3 separate regions of the Pan troglodytes genome follow, and regions 1 and 3 are each linked to region 2. Evidence: chromatin contacts called from public HiChIP or PLAC-seq data. All regions are on one chromosome and are shown on one strand. The core of a region is the stretch at or near the end of the contact, and the rest is flanking DNA. Distances in the headings are between cores, read along the strand shown.

Region 1 (2,700 bases), core at 130-2,629, 160 kb before region 2:
GTTGCTTATAATAATAATAATAATAAACCTTCATGCAGTACTTTTAAATGTTTGGGAGAAATCACTTTGAAACAAATAGATACGTTTGTACATACTGGAAAAACTGCAAATATCTGTTCTTCTGGTGGAAATTATTTCAATATTTGTGTCTATTTGGCTTCATCTACCAGGAGGCACCAGTGATATATTAAGAAAAGGACCCTGGATGTGACTGCATGACTCTCTAGATACGTCACATCACCTTCCCGACCTTAATTTTCTCATCTATAAATAACTTGACTAAGTTATTCAAGGTCCCTTCCAGCTTGAAAATCCGGTAATTCCATGGTTGTCTCTTTCCAAGGGCTTCCGTGTCAAAGGAGAGTTCAGGGTTTTCTCTCTTCCTCTGTCAATTCAGAGGGGCCCCGTGGATAAGGCAGAAGTTACAGTGCTACCACCAGCAGAAGACAGTGCTGATTTCAGGGGAAATGAATAAGCAGGCACAGAGAGGAACACTTGGTTTTAAAAATTCTGTCAGTTTAGAAGTAGGGAGTAGCAAATCCAGCCTCAAACACAGAGGTCCAATTGTCTCTTCAGTTTGCACAGCTACACCCAGTGTCTGATACAGAATGCCCTGGTGTGTGTCCACTCCCTGGATTGCCTGGGGAGCTGGCCCGATTATATTGCCGTCTGCCGTCACATTGCATTACACTTAGGATATAATAATACAGACACTCCACACTCAGAGCGGGAGAGGAAGACTCTTAACACACTGCTACGATTTATAGTGAGAATCTAAGAAAGGATAGCCACATAAGAGAAAGCCATTTCAATCAAGAGTTTTTCCAAACCTCATCCTTTTTGCTCAGCTAGCGTATCCACTTTTGTTAACAGATGGGCAAAATGTATTCTAAACAAGAAAAGAAGGGGTTTAAAGGCTTACAAGATCATGGGCTTGCTGCCTACCATTGGGGTCACCCAGACATACTCTAAGAAATATGTGTATTAGTGCTGGTTTGACTGCTCCCTCATTTTGTCATTTCACTAAATCTCACGGGACCCACAGGGGAAGTAATTGCCTTCTGGACTCACTCAAGCACAAAAGCATCCCTGATAGCTGCGAGCAGCCCAGCTAGGGCTGGTAAGCATTTTTTTGTTTGTCTAAATAAAACATTATTTTCTTTATATTTTGTCTGCTAGACTTCTGGCCCTTTTAGAAATTCATGTCCTAGCTGGATCTTCAGTCTGATTGAAGGCCACTTTTCTTTCCCATCCCCCAGTCCCAGAGCCAAAGTCTGAATGTGAGATATTATGACTAACAGACCCTGCACAGGGTAGCTGGAGTCATAAAATTAACCTCTCAGTGTATTGTCCATGATTGGCCATAAACTGGCCCTTTTACCTACATCGAGGGCAGTGTGAGAAAGATGTCTCTTCAGAAGCCATCTAGAAATGAATCACTTCCAGCACCACAGCTAATACGTTAATGAGTCCCCAAAGAATATAAATTCAGAAGCTGCCCTGAAAAGCTGCTTAGCAGCTCAGCTGAGAAGAATAATCCCTAGTTTTACGGAAGATGTGTGATAATGAGAGGGTGAAAAGACAGAGTGAACTGGGTCACTATACGCATTACTTACCTTGCTCAATTATTTTTACTTTTCTGGTCCCACTCCCCCTCCATCACCACTCCCATCACACAGCAAAAACAAGCACTTCATACAGGATGTGGAACTTTGATCTCAGCTTTTTCACAACTGTATGTTTGTTTTCACAGAAGAAGAACCACCACCCACCTGAGTTTTTGTCGGGCAGTCGGTTTATCCTCCACACAATGGAGCTGAAGGCATGCTCGTACTTGGCAGTTCCCAGAGTTACTCTCATGACAGGCTCAGAGCCAGAAACACTAGTGGAGCCAAAACTTGCCCCCCGGTTCACTTTGGCTTTCAAAGACTTTTCCCCCAGGACACTTTCCCTGCGGAAGTTTTTCACCCACTCACTGGGCACAGGGTAACGGATCATCACATTCTCACAGGGAACCTGAGTGAGGGGGTCACGATTGGCGGAGAAGCCAGTTGACATCCTCAGCCAGCTCTGCACCTCCACCTCTGCCCCATTGACACTTGCGGCCGTCCTGAGTGTGAAAGGCAAGGTCTTCTCAGCAAACACTGTCCTGAACCGCATTAGCTCAAACCGGCACGCATCCAAAGGGTTGAACAGAATGACCCGTGAGTTGTGGAAAACATCCTCATCCACACACCCATGGAAACGGCACTCATGGAGCTTGATCCACTTTGTGGTGGTGGTGGGCATGATGTCCTGCCTCAAAACTATTTCATTCCCTTTGACGAGGATGTCATTGAGGCCCAGGCGGCACTCTGCGAGCCCAGACAGGAAACTCAGGATGTGGATCCGTGTCAAGACATGGTGCTGGAGAATCTGGTTGTCTCCTTTGCTCATAATGCCAGAGAATTCATCTCTGACATCCACTGTAATCTCCTCTTCAAGGTAGTTGAGGCCAACTGTGCTCAAGTCCATTGACAACACTGGCAGATCCATGAGACGGTCCTGAACTGCATGGATGAAACTCAGGAAGTCATCGTAATTGGTGGTGCCCAGCTTAATCACCTGTTCCCTCTCTGCTGTGTGGGCCACAGCAGGTTTGGGCTGGTATTTCTTCTTCTCTTTATAGGTGACACGGTCTATCCGCAAGCTGTGGATTCT
Region 2 (2,700 bases), core at 190-2,689:
AGGTGAACACTTAACAAAGTACCATGATATTATTTTCACACAATATTCATACCAATTTTTTCAAAGGTCACAAAGCTTTTCTCAGTTACTAGTTGGAATGCATTTATCTCTCTCACCATTCCAATGGATCGGTTTTTTACCGCCCCCCAAAAGGACATGCTACCTTTAAAGATACCATCAGTCTCATTAATAATAGCATTTTTTTCCTTTCAAGTGTAGAAAGCTGTTCAGAGCTGCAAATGGTTGCTAGGCCAGTTTGGACACGTCTGATTTACTCTTTAAAAGCCCATCCACTCCGTATAATAAATAATAAGAGCCGGTATTTATTGAGTGCTTAACGCTGTGCTGGGTGTTTTTCAGGCATTGGCTCATATAATCCTCAAAACAACGCTATCAGACCGGTGCAATCATTATCGCCACCTTACAGATCAGGAGAGGGAGGCACAGAGAGTAAGAAGGACCTGCCCAAGGGGGAAACGGGGAGCGTCGGGAGAGGCGGGGAGGCAGGCAGAGGCCAGGAGCTGCACAAAAGCACAGTTAATGATTCACTCACAGCCCTCAGGCAGCTCCTTCCAGTAGGGGTTGCACCAGAACACACGGACGCGCACACACACGCACGAATGCACACACACGCACACGCGCGCGCACACACGCACTCTCATCTTCAACTCTTCATCCCAGCGAGAGGCGGGTGTCAGGCAAATTGCTTGGCAACGCGCAGAGAAAACTCCATCCAAGCCCCACGTCCAGGCCGCCTCTGGGCGCTGTCCAGCGGGCAGAGCGCCTGAGGCCAAGCTGGGGTCCTGCCTCCCGACACCCCGAAGACGGGGCGCGGCGCCAACCCGGGGTTTCAGGCGAGGGGAGTGTAGGGGAAGCACCGTCCCCAGGGACACCTGTTGTCGCCTCCCCACTCGGGCCGATGAAGACATCCTGGGCGTCCCAATCTCGAAGACACCCGTCGGCCAGAAGTGTCTGTGTATGGGGCCAGGGGTCGCATGATTCCTCCTCCACCCCCACCTGCCTTAAGCAGAGTCCCCTCGTCCTCTCCCACCCCGGGACGCCCGCGGCTGGTGGAAACGCCGCGCCTCCGCGTGGCTCGACCAGGCAGGCTCGGGGGCGCCAGGGGGCACCGCGGCGCTAGGACCTCGCGGCCGGCCCGCCCCCCGCCCCCCGCCCCCCGCCCGCTCCACCTGCGGGGCCCCTCTTGGGGGGCGCGCTCGCCTCCTGCTGCGGGGCGTGGGTGCAGTTACCTGCGCCGCGGTCCGCAGGGTCCCCGGCGTCCGCCGAAAGGTCGCCGCGGCAAAACCGGCTTCTCTGGCCGCGGGATACCCACCCGGCCGCGCTGCTCTCGCCACGCTCCCTCCCGGCCGCAGCGCGGACGCCGGCTCCAGACTCTCGGGCTCGCTCTGCGCCCGGCGCCGCTCCCGCCGCTCCTGATTGGCCGCGGCGCGCTCCCGAGCCGCGCCATGATTGGGCAGCCGGGGAGCCGGGGCGGGGGGACTGGCCGGGCGCCGCCGGGATCTGCTGGCCAAGCGTCCCGCGCCGCAGACTCCCTTTCCCGCGGCTCCCGGGGCCCCAACCAGACCCCGAACCTGGGATCCTTCCCCTCTGCGCCTAGTGGGGCCGGCCGTCCAGGCACGAGGCAACACGGAAAGCATCGATCGAGCGACATGGAAATGGCGTGGAATGGGGAGCGCGTGGGAGTCCCACCCGCTCCGCCTGCGGGCTGGTAGTTGAGACCTCCTAGGAGCGGGAATCATTGCTCAACCAGCCTCACTCCTGTACGTTCATTTATTGATACTTTTGACTCTACAAAGGGCGTAGGCTCAGGACAGTGGCTTGTAAACAGCGGGCGCCAAATAGTTCTGTGGACTCATATCGGACTCTACACACAACCTCTCAGTGGTCCTACCTGAGCTCTCAAAGGGAGAGCAACTTGTTTAAGGTCTTAATCACGCCAACAAATTATTAAAAACACCGTGCTAGGTGTTTAGGGGGAAAAAAGATAAAAATGGTGAGATCTTCGATTACAGGGAAGTTCATACCTAGCTAGAGAGATGAGGCTGGATAATGATAATGACCCTAACGTTTTTATGGTGCATATTATTTACTAGGCACTATTCCAAACGCTTTACATTTATTAATTCAGAAATACAGAAAGAGGCTGTCATAAGAACATCCATATGCCCCGTGAACATGTGGACAAGTGACACCAGTTTTTAGTCTGGAGAGATTTTCATTGAAAGACACACCAGCAGTCACTCCACACTGTGGAGGAGAGGCACTGGTTAGAAGCGAGGGCGTACAGGGAATTGAAATTGTTCTGTCCTCCGTCTCTTCTCCCACCTGCCCTGAATCTTTCTAAGGAATAAAAACAAACCATAAATCTGGGTGCCACCAGACCTTTGTTCTGCTACTCATAAAACACCCTCTCTAAACACCCAGATAGGAAATGAGTAGAAGTAAGTAACACAACTTACATTGTAGGACCTTTGGCTTGGTGGCACTACCTTGAAAGCAAGTATGTAGACATTTTTCTATAGACATTTCCCCCTTGTTTATTCTCCTATGTTGACAGAACGCCTTGAGTGAGAAATTTGGCTTAGGAGAGAAGTAAAGACTCAAGGCTTTAACAGTTTCACCCACTCTGAACAGTCTTGACCCTTACCTTAGGGTGAGCTTACAGTCATTTACTTTGAG
Region 3 (2,703 bases), core at 13-2,512, 220 kb before region 2:
CGCGGACGGGCCCCTCGGGGGGAAGCGGCGGCTCCCCTCCCGCCCTCCCTCCCGGCGGCCGGGTTCTGGGGCCGGGGCTGCGCGTCCGACCGGGCCCAACCGCCTCCGCGGCCCGGCCCGGCCCGCGGCGGCCCCAGGCCCCGCCGGCGCCCCCGCCCTCCCCGCGCCGCGAGCCCTCGGCGCCCCCCCGCGCCCGCCGCCCGGCGCTCCGGCCCGATCCGCCCGAGGCGGGAAGCGGCGGCGGCGGCGGCCGCGCGGGCGGCTGAAGAGTCGAGGCCGGGAGTCGCCGCCGTCCCCGCCCCCGCCCGGTCCGGCCGTTGCTGCAGCCTGAACGAAGCCCCCGCCGGCCACCGAACCACGTCCTTACCACGGTGTTTGTATTTGCCGAGTTCGCCATTTCCACACACAACACAAACAAGAGGGGGCAACCTCAAGAAAACAAGATAAAAACAAAACAAACAAACAAAAAAAACTGTAACACCCGGAGGGTGACCCAAATCACCGCAAGATTGGGGAAAAAATTTTAAACAAAATCAATCCTGAAGGAGTAGGGGAGAGCGGAGAGAGGAGGAGGAGGGGGGCACTCCTCCCGCAGCTGAAAACCTCGAGAATCGCCTTAAAAAAAAAAAAAAAAGCCACGACCCTTCAGGGGTCCGGGGGGCGTTGCCCGCTCCCCACCCCGCGCCAAGGAGGGAAACCACCACCGGCCGCCGCTCCCTGCGCCGCCGCTGCCGCCACCGGCTGCAGCTCCAGCCGTCCGGTCCGCCCGCTTCTCTCCTTTATATAGCGAGCCAACAAGCTGCGCGAGCCACCGCCGCCGCCGCCGAGAGACAGGGTGAAGGGGGAGGGAAGGGCGGAAAGGGCGGGGGCAGAGGTGGGCGGGGCTGAGCGCGAGACACCGCGAGAGCCGCGTGCGCAGGCGCGCCGGGGCGGAGGCCGCCGGCGAGCCGCGTTGTCACGCGCCGTGGCGGGTGCTGGACTGGCGGAGCCCGGGGAGTGAAGTAGTGAAATCGGACCTACGCCTCTCCAACGCTCGCGTGATCACGTGGTTGGCACCCAGGCGGAAGTCTGCGGCAGTTCTTTGCGGTGAAGAACTTGCAAAGCGTTGCTGGAAAAGACGGGAGTTCTACTGACACTCCAGTCCAAAGTTAGGTGGGACCGCCTCCTGTCGCACGTTTCCGCCTGGTCCCGCGCTTTAGGAGCTAGGAAATGTGACAGAGGCGGTGCCTACTGCCTCGCTAGGAATGGCCGCGGAGGAGGACTGGTCACGTGGCGTGGCTTCCGGCCTCTGGCGCGTTCCTATTCGGGAAGGTTTTAAATGCGGAGTCATCTCTTGATTTGTCAGCGAGGCTTTGACTGTGAGCTTCGCGGCGTTCGCGCCTCACCGCCTCACCGCCTCACCGAGGGTGGGTCTTTCGCGCGCAGAATTGTGTAGGATTTCCCAAAGGGAGTAAAAGCCGATCGGGGCCTACTTTTAACATTCCAGAATTAGTAACCTCTGATTGGTTTGTTTCCACACTGGGTACGCTGCGAAGACTAGGCTTATGTTACCCAGAGGTTAGTCCTCTACTAGGCCACGTACTTTAAATAATTTATCACGCTAGTGGAAATGCGGGCCGGAAGAAAACCCCACCAGCCTTTGGATTGTAACAGCACAGTAACTTTCCCTGGTTTTAAAAAATATTGCCAAAATACTGCGACTCCATGTGGCCAACGTATAGTGACTGATCACTTTGAAATGCATGCCCTTGACCCACCAACTCGCATGGCCTCTCGCTATAAGAGAGCAAGCCGGCTGTGTTCCATGTTCAATTCAATAAGTGCAATTCAATAAGCTTTTGACTTGTTCTGCCCAAGCAAATCCTGCCTTTATATCGACCTTGCAAGCAGAACAGAGAATGCTGTTTGGAAGGCAGAATTCATAGTACCTAATTTTCTTGTCCCTGGGAATTTTGAGGGACTTGAAATGTCGCGTGGATGAGTGAGGGAGTTTGTCTTCCAGAGACAAAGCAAAACGAAATGTCAAAGTTCTGTGCTGGTGAAACCAGATTTGAAGAATATCAAAGGCGTCTTACCAAAGAGGAAAAAAAATGCATCCTGCCAAGACTTGAAGAAAGGGATTAGAGAAACCAGAGGCCTTGAATACTCAGAAAATGGGAGATTGTGAATGGGTGTAGAGGATATCTATGAACCTTGACATTTCTTTTCACGCCAAGTCCATTCCCCTGTTAACAGTTGCTTCCCAGTTTCCTGCACAGCTGCATGGTCTGGGACACTTAAAGAAAAAAATCACAGGAAATCAGTGTTCTTGGTATATTATATAAAGTTATGATTCTATCAACATTTGTAATTCATTTAATATTCAGGTGACAGCCCGAAAATTTACACTAAACAATACCATTCCTGTTAAGTTTTACTACATATTGAGAGGACTTCTTGTTACCTCCCTATTACATACTCCCAAACGCTTTGCACATGGAATCCCTCACCTTCCACCTAGTTTTCCTCCCTACTATTGGTATTCTTGACTAAATGGTTGAGTAGTTTCGCCATCAGTTAAAGTTAAAACCACTGCAGACAGGACAGGGAAGAGAAGCTACGAGGTTTGCTCTTCACAGAATTAATCTGTGAAATAATGGATTGTAGTTACTGGATTAAAATGGCAGAAAACCTAGTCTTGGCCTCCTTAAGACCATCAGACTC

The links. HiChIP or PLAC-seq counts read pairs in DNA pulled down with a chosen protein or histone mark.
Region 1: a contact with region 2 is called in an H3K4me3 HiChIP or PLAC-seq map of stem cell-derived excitatory neurons, with 13 times the contacts expected there. The contact joins the enhancer-like site here to the promoter of STON2 in region 2. A contact is called at or near these places in 5 of 7 Hi-C or Micro-C datasets (blood, induced pluripotent stem cells, a lymphoblastoid cell line and 1 more), 1 of 1 datasets of contacts at active chromatin or transcription factors (stem cell-derived excitatory neurons) and 1 of 1 other capture datasets (stem cell-derived neural stem cells).
Region 3: a contact with region 2 is called in an H3K4me3 HiChIP or PLAC-seq map of stem cell-derived excitatory neurons, with 5 times the contacts expected there. The contact joins the promoter of GTF2A1 here to the promoter of STON2 in region 2. A contact is called at or near these places in 1 of 7 Hi-C or Micro-C datasets (stem cell-derived neural progenitor cells) and 1 of 1 datasets of contacts at active chromatin or transcription factors (stem cell-derived excitatory neurons).

Annotation. Positions count from the first base shown.
Region 1 is chr15:79,252,297-79,254,996 of NHGRI_mPanTro3-v2.0_pri, forward strand. It overlaps STON2 (stonin 2), which reads right to left. Exons shown (of 8, transcript XM_054666199.2): 6 at 1,773-2,700. Among named protein-coding and RNA genes, the nearest start is that of GTF2A1, 56 kb to the left of the region's middle. Within about 2 kb of position 1,380, at least 5 of the 24 cell types and tissues checked have an H3K27ac peak or open chromatin away from gene starts, as enhancers often do. A contact at or near this core is called in stem cell-derived excitatory neurons and stem cell-derived neural stem cells, where this site is marked.
Region 2 is chr15:79,412,584-79,415,283 of NHGRI_mPanTro3-v2.0_pri, forward strand. It overlaps STON2 (stonin 2), which reads right to left and starts at 1,440. Exons shown (of 8, transcript XM_054666199.2): 1 at 1,251-1,440.
Region 3 is chr15:79,196,871-79,199,573 of NHGRI_mPanTro3-v2.0_pri, forward strand. It overlaps GTF2A1 (general transcription factor IIA subunit 1), which reads right to left and starts at 1,263. Exons shown (of 9, transcript XM_024348825.3): 1 at 1,021-1,263.